Regions from separate parts of the Pan troglodytes genome. Here region 2 is linked to region 1. Evidence: chromatin contacts called from public HiChIP or PLAC-seq data. All regions are on one chromosome and are shown on one strand. Each heading gives the region's core, a stretch centred on a gene start, on an enhancer-like site or on the middle of the called end of the contact. The rest is flanking DNA. Distances are from core to core; before and after follow the strand shown.

Region 1 (6,088 bases), core at 2,353-4,852:
GCACACAGCTGCCCGGGGTCTACCCTGATCTTCAGAAAGTCTCTCTGCCTCAGCCTCGAGAGTGTTCCTCTGGACACGCAGTTTCGGCCTCCTTAAGAGTCCACACACACCCACACAGCATTCCAAGTACCTGTTCCCACAGGGCTCTCCACCCGCCCACTGCCCATCTACCACCGGGAGTCCACACTCACAGGCCGGCAGAACAGGACTGAGACAGAGACACGTCCCAGGGATAAACCCCTGAGTGTTTGCTTCCCTCAGCTGCCTGACCCATTTTGGAACAAGGGCAGAGAGGGTCCAGAACATTCCTGTGAGCTTACGAGGCCCAGCGGGGGAAATGGGCTTGCCCAGAACTGACAGGCAAGTCAGAGCCAGGCCTGGTGCTCAGAAAACTGGGTGTGAAAATGGAAACCTACCCAAGGCTGATGAATGGAAACAAAGTGTCCATCATCCAGATCACCCAGGGCCACAGATCCAGCCAGAGAGGAGGGGCTCCCTGTGGCTCCAGCACAGGCCTACACCAGATACGTCTTTCCCCAGGGGCAACTGAGCCCAGTGTCAGCACAGAGACTGCTAATCTGAGGACCCCAACATCTAAGAGAAGGTGCCTCAGAGGTACTGACTGGCGGCCGCTGCTAAGCCAGCTTTTGCCCAGCTCTCAGCAGGCCAGGGCGCTTTTTCTCTGCCTCATCCAGGCTCCTGGCACACATCCCTGGTCAGGGGAAGATTACCTGTTCAGCACTGCATAGGCTGAGAAGGTCAGATCAATTCTAGCCCATCTGGCCACCCACTGAGCCGCCATCCCTCAACACCTCCCTGCTCCCCCATCCGACTAAGGAGTGCAGCTGAGCCTTTGCAGAGTCAGCAGGTATGCGCCTGGGAGACCCTCAGAAGGCTGTATCCCGGCACCTCCCTGGAAGAAGCGAGCGTGTCATTGTTTCTCTCCCTGTCACCGCGGGTCTGAGGCCAATTTCTGCCCCACCCCTGCCAAGGACAGAACTTGCCATCCAGGCTGTAAGCCCCTGGAGCCCCACCATCCTGGGAGAGGCCACAACCTGCTCAGCTCCCTCAGGCATCTGGCTGCCCTCAGCCTGAATCCCATCTTCTCTCTCCTGAGGTTCTGACAATGGCTCCCCTCAGCAGGACCTCCCCACAAGGCCTCCCTCCTCTTCCCTGCACCCCTACCCCAACAGGCCCCAGTGAGCCAGACTTAGGAAAAGGGTGGTCTCACAGAGGTGTGGTCCAATGAATACTGGTGCATTAACTGGGGCAGGCATTTCTTAGGAATTCCCTGGGACAGGGCAGATTCTGTGTTGAGGTGCTGGAAGCTTCCACTTCAGAAGCCCTCCACTGCTGTCTCAGACAGGTGGCAAAAGACCCTGTGCTTCTCACCCCACATCCTATCTCCTCCCAGGGAGGTGACTGCTATAGAATTTTTTTTTTTTTTTTTTTTTTTTTTGAGACAGAGTCTCACTCTGCTGCCCAGGCTGGAGTACAGTGACATGATCACAGCACACTGCGACCTACCTACACCTCCCGGGCTCAAGCTATGCTCCTGCCTCAGCCTTCCCGAGTAGCTGGAACTACAACTACAGCTACATGCCACCATGCCTGGCTAATTTTTGTATGTTTTGTAGAGATGGGGTTTCACCATGTTGCCCAGGCTCCACAGCATTTGAAAGAGCATGGAGCCCAGAGTTGGGAGGCGTGGGATCAAGTCCTAGATCGGTCATTCCTGGCTGTGTGACTCTGGGCAAGATACTCAGATTCTCTGGGCCACCAGTTTCTTGCATGTTACAAAAGCCTGGTTACATTTCTCATATCAAGGAGATACAGAGTTGCTTCAAACTCCTCAGCCACAGGAACTGTCTTATTCATTTCTGTATCCCCAGCGTCCTGGCACACAGTAGGTGCTCAGTAAAGGTTGAATGGATACAAACATGACTGTGAAGAGCCTTGTAAACATCATTAACCAAAATACGTCTATATGTATATATGTCAGCACTTATTACAACAGGCCCATAAACCTCTCCAAAATGACATTAACAGGAAGTAAAACCTGTTTTGGATGTACCCATGAAGGTGATACCTACTTTTTTACTAAATATTTTACAAAATCATTCTTGCTAGCCAGAACCAGGGCAGAAACATCATTGATAAAGATGACCTCACAGGGACTTGGCCCCGAACACTGAGGTCTGAAGCCAATCTCAGTAAATCATAATAGCCCCGGACCACCTTTGGAAAACCATTAAGTCGACAACTACAAAACCCTGAAGGGCCCTACCGCATCTGACTGATGCCTCTTTGCGGCCCACACTCCGGTGTCTAACTCAGAGCCAGACACTTGGAAGGCAGTGTGGTCAGGTGGAGAGGGCTTCGAGTCTGACAGGAACAGGTTTAAATTCACGGCCAGGCGTGGTGACTCACACCTGTAATCCCAACACTTTAGGAGGCAGAGGTGGGAGGATTGCTTGAGCCCAGGAGCTCAAGACCAGCCTGGGCAACACAGCGAGACCCCATCTCAAAAAAAGGAAAAGAAAAAATATATATGTAAAAGAAAAAGAAACAGGTTTAAATTCTTGATCTGCCACTTACTAGTTATTTCAATAGCATACCCCCTTGAGCCTCAGTTTTACCATCTCTGAAATGGGTTCAATCACGTGTATGAAGTGATTAAATGTAACCAAGGCGCTTAGCCCAGCGACTGCCGAATGGCAGGTGGTCACCGGGGAAGGTTAGTGAGTTCCTGGAGCACCCAGGATCCTCTTTTTTCCCAGCGGCAGGAGAGAGCTAAGCCTGAGGGGCCAGGAGGGCTGTGTTCTGCCCACACCTGCACACTTAGCTGGGAGCCTGGGACACCCAGGCTATTAGGAGGCTCAGGAGGGACTCTCAAAACTGAGGTGGGGTTGGATTCCAGAGCCGGGCAGCGGGGAAGCTGGCCTGGGGATGAAATGTCATGACCGAATTCCTGTCCCGGGAGTCACCAGATCCACAGCCCCAGGCGAGGCCTCATCCCCAGCTCGGAAGTCCTACATGGAGATCTCCAAGAAGATTCTTCCCCACGTCCCCCAGCTCCTGCCCCGGGTGGCCTAGAGCAGGCTCTCTTCCCTGTGCCGCTGGGCCCCGGCCGGGGTCCCCCGGGCGCGCGCCCTGAGCCCCTCTCCAGGCCCCGCGCTGACTCACCCCCACTCGTGGGGCCCGGCTGCGCGGGGGCCGCATGGCTGCCAGCAGGTGCCCCGAAGCCCTCGTCGTTCTCTATGCCTGCAATCTCGCTCTCCTGCTGGGCCAGGAAGGCGGCCGCCGGGTCCTCCTCCGCCGCCTCCGGGGCCCCGCTCTCCGACGACGAGAAGAAGCCAAAGTCATCAGCCATTTTCCCCGCGCCTCCGCCGGAGCCTCCGCTGCGCTCGGCTCTGCCCGCGCCTGCCCCGCGCTGCGTCCGGCGGCCGCGACGCTGTCACCCGAGCCGCGGGGAGCCGGCGTCGGCGGGGACGGGCTTGGCGCGGACCGCACTTCCTCTCCGCCACCGGGCCCGGCTGGCTGTCACTGCGGTGCGGGCGCCGCGGCGGGAGGAGCGGAGCCGGAATGCGGTGACGTCACCGCGGGGGCGGGGCCGCAGGGCCGGGAGGTCGCCGAGCAGCGGCCGCAGGAGGGCGCCTCAGGACTGGGCGCAGCGCTGGGCCCGGGACCGGCGCGGCGCTTCCCTCCCTCCGCAGCGGCGCCCAGCTGCTCGCGTCGAGGACACCTGGGCTAGGCACTGCTCCCGCCCGGTCTGGAGGCGAAACGCAGGGCACAGAGTGGCCGTACCGTGCACAGAGCTGCGACAGGAGGCCAGCTCTGGCCTCGGGAGCGCAGACCTGGCTCCTGATTCATTCTGCAGAAGTTTCTTCTCCTAAGCTGGGATGTCATGCACCCCATTCTATGAGCCTCCGCCTCTGTAAGAAGAGGAAAATTGAGGCTGGGAAAGGCTGCCCCGCACCCTTTCATGCAAGTCCAGGTCCTTTCCCACTAGGCCGTGTTGTTTTGTGCATTTTTTTGTGTATCTCCCTTGAGGAGGCTTCAGTTCATACGATCAGAGTTTGGATGGCCAGCTGGGCCCCTTAAATGTCCTTAAGGTATGAACCAGCCTAAGAAAGGCAGACCTGGTTTACCCAGGCAGCCTGCCACTCTCCACGCTGCCCGCTGCCCTCTGTGAACAGGCTCTGAATGCCTCCTCCCTGCCTGCGCTTTGCCAAGCACCAGGACAGCAACGTTTTATAAAATCCAGCCATGGCCATGCGGAGATTACAATCCGGTGAGACCAACAGATGGCAAATGGCCTGTCAAAGCACTGTGTGTGAGGCGCTGTGACATTTAAGCACGGGGTACAGGGAGACGATGCGAAGAAACACCATGGGATTTGGGCTGTCTGCTATTTCTAATGTGGGACTTCAAAGGCAACTATGAAATATGGACTGGAAGAGAGAAAGGAAAGATGTGCCGCCAAGTTGGGGGTGGAAGTGGAGTTGGGGTGAAGGGACCTTCCAGGTTTTTTGTTTTTTTTCTTTTTAATTTTTTTATTTAGAGACAGGGCCTTGCTATATTAACTGGGCTGGTCTTGAACTGCTGGCCTCAGGGGATCCTCCTGCCTTGGTCTCCCAAAACACTGGGATTACATGTGTGAGCTACCAAGCCCAGCTGGAACTTTCAGTTTAATTGGTAACAACTTGAGCACCTTTTGATGTTACTGTTTTTTGGGGTTTTTTTATTGTTTTATTTAATTAAATTAATGTATTTATTTATTGCTGTTCATTTGCATGGTTTTGTTGTTGTTGTTTGTTTGTTTTTTGTTTTGAGACAGGATCTTACTCTTGCCCAGGCTAGAGTGTAGTGGTATGATTATAGTTCACTACAGCTTCAACTCCTGGGCTCAAGTGATCCTCTCATCCTCAGACTTCCAAGAGCTGGGATTACAGGCATGAGCCAACGCACCTGGCCTTTTTGATATTATTGTAAGTGGAAGTTTTATCTTCTTTTTTGATTGCGTATTGTTAATGCATAGAAATTTAACTGATTTTTGTGCATTGGCTTTGTATCCTGCTGCTTTGCTGAATTCATTTATTAGCTCTAACATTTTTTGTGTGTGGAATATTTAGGGTTTTCTGCAGATAAGAGCTTATTAGCCAGGTGCCATGGCTCATACCTGTAATCCCAGCACTTTGGGAGGTGGAAGTGGGTGGATAGATTGAGCCCAGGAGTTTGAGACCAGTCTGGACAACGTGGCAAAACCCCATCACTACTAAAACTACAAAAAATTAGCCAGACATGGTGGTATGGTGCCCGTAGTCCCAGTTACTCAGGAGGCCGAGGTGAGGGAATCACCTGAGCCCGGGAAGTCAAGGTTGCAGTGAGCTATGATTGTGTAAGAGGTGTGTGAATCAGAGCAAGTCTGTCATAAACAGGATCTGGGTAAAATGAGGCTGAAACCTACTGGGCTGCATTCCCAGACGGTTAGGGCATTCTAAATCACAGGATGAGATAGGAGGTCAGCACAAAATACAAGTCATAAAGACCTTGCTGATAACACAGTTTGCAGTGCTGGGCAAGGTGGCCCACGCCTGTAATCCCAGCACTTTGGGAGGCCAAGGTGGGTGGATTGTGAGGTCAGGAGTTTGCGACCAGCCTGGTCAATATAGTGAAACCCCATCTCTACTAAAAATACAAAAAATTAGCTGGGCATGGTGGCAGGTGCCTGTAATCCCAGCTACTTGGGAGGCTGAGGCAGGAGAATTGCTTGAACCTGGGAGGCGGAGGTTACAGTGAGCCGAGATCTCACCACTGCACTCCAGCCTGGGTGACAGTGCAAGGCTCAGTCTCAAAAAACAAACAAACCAACAAACAACAACAACAAAAACCAGGTTGCAGTAAAGGAGCCAGCCAAAACCCACCAAAACCAAAATGGTGACAAGAGTGACCTCTGGTCATCCTCACTCCGACCAGTGCCAGGACAGTTTACAAATGCCATGGCAACATCAGGAAGTTACCCTATATGGTCTAAAAAGGGAAGGCATGAATAATCCACCCCTTGTTTAGCATTTCATCAAGAAAT
Region 2 (6,088 bases), core at 1,007-3,506, 220 kb after region 1:
TGAAAGACCTTGGGGAGGAGGCAGGAGGGAGGCCAGAGCTGGGATCAAGCAGCCGTGCACTTTAGCCTTCTCCCGGTCTCCATTGCCACCGCCCTCGCCCCTGCCACCCTCATCCTGTGGCCTCATCAGGCCTCCCTGCAGTTGTTCTGTCCCCAGAGGCCCAAGTGACCATTCTAAACTAATCACATCATGGCAGTCCTTTGCTTACAATCTCTCGTGGCCATCATAACAACGTTTTGCCCTGGCCTGCAAAGGGCCCTCGTGAACTGTCTCCTGCCCATCGCTCTGACCTCACCTCCTACCACTACTTCCTGCCCTGCCCCCAGCTCACCCCAGGGCCTTTGCACCTGGCTTTTCTGCAGCCCTGCCCCCCTCTTATTACTCAGGGATGAGGCATTCTCTTCGGAGAGCCACTGGATGTCAACTCGCACTGCTGAAATGCTCTGTATCACCATCAGGAGATCAGGAACCATTCTTTCCTGTTCACTGTGAAACCCCAGCATCCGCAGGATGCCTGGCACATAGTAAGTGGACACAAAATATTTTTCAAATGGCCACAATCCAAATATGCCACGACCCTGGGCAAGTTATCCAACCCTGGCCTTTCTTCTGATACCAGCCGGTGGTTGCAAGGAAAGTGGATGGGGAAGAGAGCTGGCAAATGTAAAACCACAAGAGTCGTGATGCAGGTGGACCTGGAACGAAACTCAACTCGGCCTTGGAGGTGCTGGAGGGAGGCGCCACAAGGGGAGGGGTGGGGCTTCAGAATCTATAAAGCTCCGTTCAAACTCCAGCTTCAGCATTTACCAGCTGCTGACCTTGGGCAAGGTACTTAGATCTCTGGGAAGCCCAGTTTCCCTTATCTGTAGAATGGGCCGGAGCATTACATGAGGAAATGGATATTATGACATTTTACCCAGTACTTGGCATACAGAAAGTGTTCAACACCAGATAACTATTAATAATGGTTATTATTAATAACCATTATAAGAAATGGAGGCTGTCTGCTTTCATCACTGCACCGGTCCCCGGCCTTTCAGCTGGAGCCCCCCACCTCATCAGCCCGCCCCGTGTCCCCATTTCCGGATACAGACCCAGGCTTCTATGGGCTGGCTATGTCCCCTGTGACCCCTGCTGACCTCGCCCCATCTGCTGACTCATATTCTCCTGCCCAGAACCCCTCTCCCCGGGACCCGGCCCCAGCTCCACACTCTTGGGGGACCCCCAGCCCTGCAGCCCCAGAAACCCCGCCCCTCGCCCACCGACGTAGAGGACGCCCTCCTTGGTCTTCTCCGCCGCCTCGGTGACCCCCTGCTTGGTTTTCTCCGCGGCTGCCACAACGCCCTCCTTGGCCATGGACAGGCCCTTCATGAACACGTCCATCCTGGCGGCCTGGGGAGGGCGATACACGGGCACCGGTGCACTGACCCCGCACTCTCACCCCAGCCCCTCAAGCGAGACGCAGGTGACCCCCTACTCCCGAGACCGCGGCGCCCTTCTGGACCCTGAGCCCCCTCCCGCTTTCCCCTCATCCCACCCCACTCCCCAGTGCGAAGCCTCAGGGCCGCGGAGAGTCCTAGCGTCCTTGAAACCCGGGGACGCGGGAGGGGCCACTGCCTCGGTTATCCGGGCCCTGCAACCTGCAGCCCCGTCGAACCGGAGTGCTGGGTTCGGCGCGAAGATCCAGGACCCGCCTGTACACGCACGGCACAGTCACACGGTCATGCACACAAACATACACCACGGACAAGCTCACGTGCACACACAGGACACGCAGACGCTCCAACGCGCACGAATACCCCGACCCACACGGGCGCGGACACACGTCCCCACAGCCGCCCGGGCAGCTGCAAACACCGGAGCATACTCACATACTCCGCGGTGCACATTGCCGCGCATCCCCCGGATCCCCCTCCATTTTCCATCCCCTTCCCCAGCTCCCTCCTGCCGCCCCAGTCCCCTCTCCATCCTCATCCCGTTCCCCATCCCCGGCGCGCGGCCGCCTCACCTGGATGCGGGGCCGGGGCTGGGGATGGAGCGGCGGCTGCGGCGGGCGGACGCGGGGGCTCCGCTAGGCCAGGCCGGGGTGGACTAGGGGCCGGAGGGGGGATAGGGCCGGGGTCAGGCGCTCGGGTCGCGGGTCCTGAGCAGGAGCGCAGCAGTGCCCGGGTCTCGGGTTTGTAGCCAGCCACCGCTCGTTCCTCGCGCCCTGCGAGCTCGCGCGCTCCGGCTCCGGCTCCGGCGCTGCGGCAGCTCTGAGCTCAGCGCCCCCCCTGGCGGCCGCGCCGCCCCTTCGGCCTGACTGACAGTGGGCGGGGAGGGTGACAGCGCGTAGCCGATGAGCCTCCCGGGGCGGGCCCGGGACGCGCCCCTGGGAGCCCCGGCCGTAAGACTCGCGTAGTCTGTTGGGAGTTGGGGGAGGGGGACAATGCGGCGTGTGAAGAGTGGGGAAGAAATCACGCGACTGGATTTGGAGTTCTGCTGGGCTCGAATCTCAGCTGTGCTTTTTATTAACCGTGGGACCTTGAGCTACTCGGCTCTCCTTTCTGAATGACAGTTTCCTCCTCTGTAAAACAGGAATGGTTAATTCAACGAATGTTTACTGAGCGCTTAGACCAGTGGTGCAGGTTTAAGGCTGGAGGCAGCGGAAAAGGAAAACAAGGTTCCTGGTCTCGGGAAGCTTACCATGGGGGTGTCTGTACGCGTGTGTGTTCGTGCGCTCAGTGGTGGAAGACAGGACAGAAAATAAACGGATCAACATCCAAAGCAACAAGGTCATTACAGCTTGTAAGTTGTGAAGGTAACGGTGATGTAACACGGGGACTAGAGGAGGCGTGCTTGAGACAGCGTGCTCAGGGAAGGCCTCTACCAGCAGGTGAATTGTAGCAGAGACTCCAGAGAGGCACCATGACACCACGATGGGTGAGGACAAGATCCATAGAGAGTGCAAGTGCAAAGGCTCCAAGGCAGGGCTGTGCTGACAAAAGACAGCGCAGGTGGAGAACAAAACCACTTTTTTGTGTGCTTACGGTGGGGACTGTCAAAATGATCACAGAATGCCAGGCACACAGTAGGCCCTCAGTTGGTTCTATGATAGAATTATGCCCAAGAAGCTGTAGTATCCCAGAGGAAAGGGACTCTGACAACTTAGGGGAGTCAGGAAAGGACATAAAAAAGAGGTGACACCTGAACTGTGGCCTGACAGGAAGGGGAATATTTCATCGAGCAGGCTAGGGAGAAAGAGAATTGTAGGCTGTGGGTACAGCATGGGCAAAGGCACTGTGGCCAGAAATGCAGGGTGTGTAAGTGACAGGTAATTAGGTGAGGGGGCCACCAGCAGCCAGACTGCAAAAAAAAAAAAAAAAAGAAAAAACCCAACCAACCAACCAACCAAACAAAAAACATTCACAGGCCGCTGGTAGAACTGCAAATTGGCGCAGACATTTTGGAAGGCAATCTGGCAGTGTTTACCAAAAGCATAAATGCATGCGCCTTTGGAGCCAACAGCTCCCCTTCCAGGAATTGATCTCATGCGACTCTAGTCATACATGCACACAAAGATATCTGTGCAAGGATGTTCACTGTAGCATGTTTTTTTGTAGCGAAAAACTGAAAATGATCATCTATACAGGACTGGCTAGCTAACTGTGGCACGCCCACCCAGTGCAATGCCACACTGTGGTTGGCAAAGATGAGCTAGACCCATGTGTGCTGACATGGGAGTGTGCCAAGATGTGGTGGTAAGTGTGAGAAGCAAGGTGCCAAACTGGAATGTGTGGAATGAGCCAATTTTGATACAAAGGGAATTATATTTTATGTATAAGTATTTATAATTTTCTATGTGTCAAATATATATTTTATACTAACATATACATACTTATCACATACTATATACGTTATACACAGACACCTTATATACAAACATACACATATTTATGGCTAGATATACAATTCTTTTTTCTTTCTTGTTTTTTTGAGATGGAGTCTCCCTCTGTCGCCCAGGCTGGAGTGCAGTGGTGCAATCTTGGGTTACTGCAACCTCCACCTCCAGGGTTCAAGCAATTCTCCTGCCTCAGCCTCCCAAGTAGCTGGGAGTACAGGCATGTGCCACCACACCCAGCTAATTTTTGTATTTTTAGTAGAGACAGGTTTTTACCATGTTGGCCAGGCTGGTCTCGAACTCCTGACCACAAGTGATCCGCCCACCTAGGCCTCCCAAAGTGCTGGTGTTATAGGCATGAGCCACCTCACCTGGCCACACCTCTGTAATAATTTCTGAGAAAACTGTTAAAGGGAGTTGCACCTAGGAAATGGGACTGAGAGGGTTCAGGGAAGGAAGTTTCACATTCCATTGCCTTCCTTACTGGTGCTGTTTGATTATTTTCCCTTGGATAGTATTTTACTTGTGTTATTTTAAGAACTAGCATGGAGGGTACCTGCAATTATTTTTGGTCTCTCAGCATTAAAATTGCCCCCTTCCCATGTTTAGAGGGGTCCCCCACCTTCTGAGGCAGAACCCACCTTCCCCTCTGAGAGATGACTATGCCAGATAATTGCTTTCTCAGTCTTCCTTGCAGCCAGGACATGTGACTGACAGGTGCAGCTCCAGACTTGGGACCTGAAGCTAGTCCCAGGAAGCAGCAGGGAAGCGGAGGGTGGGGTGGGGGGAGGGCTGTGTTCTGGTGTGGAAAAGTGGTGGTGGCAGCTCCTGCCAAGGACCATTGGCAGCAGTGACACTCACTGTGGGAGTGTCCAACACCAACAGGACAAGCTGCACTGTCCATGCCCAGCCATGGCATCGGGATTCTTCATAGGTCTGCCTGGTAGTGGGATTTGGGGCATCATTTCAGGCTGTGTGGTCTCCAGTGTGGATTTTCTAGCTATCCTGGAGATTATTTGAGCTGTCCAGTTTTTTTTTTGTTTTTTGTTTTTTTAAGAGATAAGGTTTCACTGCATCACCCAGGCTGGAGTGCAGTGGCACAGTCAATCATAGCTTACTGCAGCCTCGAACTCCTGGTCTCAAGCGATTCTCCCATCTCAGCCCTTTCAGTAGATGAGACTACAGGTGCGTGCCACCATGCCAGGCTAATTTAAAAAATATTTATTATTTGTTTGTGATTTACTTATTTATTTTTCGTAGAGACGGGGTATTTGTTTGTGATTTACTTATTTATTTTTTGTTGAGACGGGGGTCTCACTAGGTGGCCCAGGCTGGTCTTGAACTCCTGGCCTCAAATGATCCTCCCACCTCAGCCTACCAAAGTGCTGGGATTACAGGTATGAGCTATTGTACCTGGCCCATGAGCTGCCCAGTATTTAATAAACTCCTTATTTGCTTAAATCACCCAGAAGTGATTTCTGTGGCTTGGGATTAAGAACTCCTGATGCCAGAGTACAAGATAAAGAAAGATGAAGGAGGATGGAGGAGCGGGGAGAAGGAGGAAGAGAGAAAGAAGATGAAATGAAGCGTGTCTGAACTTCAGATCACAGGAAACAAGAAGTCACTGAAGGATTTTAAGCACAAGAGACCTAATGAGATTTGCATTTTATGGGGCCAAACGGAGGTGGGTTGGAGGAGGATAAGGCTGGCTGTAGAAAGATCAGTAGGAGGCTGGGGCAGACTCCAGAGGAGGGACAAGGACGCCTGAACTACAGAAGCCAGGGTGACGCTGGAGCAGGGCTGGAAGGAGAGACGTGAACATCACTTGGGAGTAACTTATTAGGTGTTATGGGAGAGGGAGAAGGACAAGTCGAGGAAGATTCCCAGGTTTCTGGTTTGGACAATGGGGTGAGTGATGTTGCTGCAAAATGAAATAGGCATTGAGGGGGTGGAGCAGCTTGGTGGGGGGATGATGATGAGCTTGTCTGGGGGAATGACAGACAAGCTGGAGGAGGTGTCCAGCAGACACTAGGGTATCTGAGCCCAGAGCTCAGGAAAGCACTCCAGGCTGGCTTCAGATGCAGATTTGAGCCACGGTGTACTCAGAATTCTTTAACAAATGGCACAAATGGCTCTCCAAGGTTGGGGCGGGAAAAGGGTAGGCGGGAAGGAACACCTAGATTTGTAGTTTGCCAATGTCCTTGGGGT

Evidence for each region. HiChIP or PLAC-seq counts read pairs in DNA pulled down with a chosen protein or histone mark.
Region 2: a contact with region 1 is called in an H3K4me3 HiChIP or PLAC-seq map of stem cell-derived excitatory neurons, with 4 times the contacts expected there. The contact joins the promoter of SNCB here to the promoter of CLTB in region 1. A contact is called at or near these places in 1 of 7 Hi-C or Micro-C datasets (stem cell-derived neural progenitor cells) and 1 of 1 datasets of contacts at active chromatin or transcription factors (stem cell-derived excitatory neurons).

The regions. Positions count from the first base shown.
Region 1 is chr4:174,031,687-174,037,774 of NHGRI_mPanTro3-v2.0_pri, forward strand. It overlaps CLTB (clathrin light chain B), which reads right to left and starts at 3,603. Exons shown (of 5, transcript XM_016954289.3): 1 at 3,187-3,603. The coding sequence starts at 3,373.
Region 2 is chr4:174,248,241-174,254,328 of NHGRI_mPanTro3-v2.0_pri, forward strand. It overlaps SNCB (synuclein beta), which reads right to left and starts at 2,257. Exons shown (of 6, transcript XM_001136728.8): 1 at 2,009-2,257; 2 at 1,263-1,392. The coding sequence starts at 1,383. It overlaps EIF4E1B (eukaryotic translation initiation factor 4E family member 1B), which reads left to right and starts at 5,557. Exons shown (of 9, transcript XM_063811707.1): 1 at 5,557-5,788.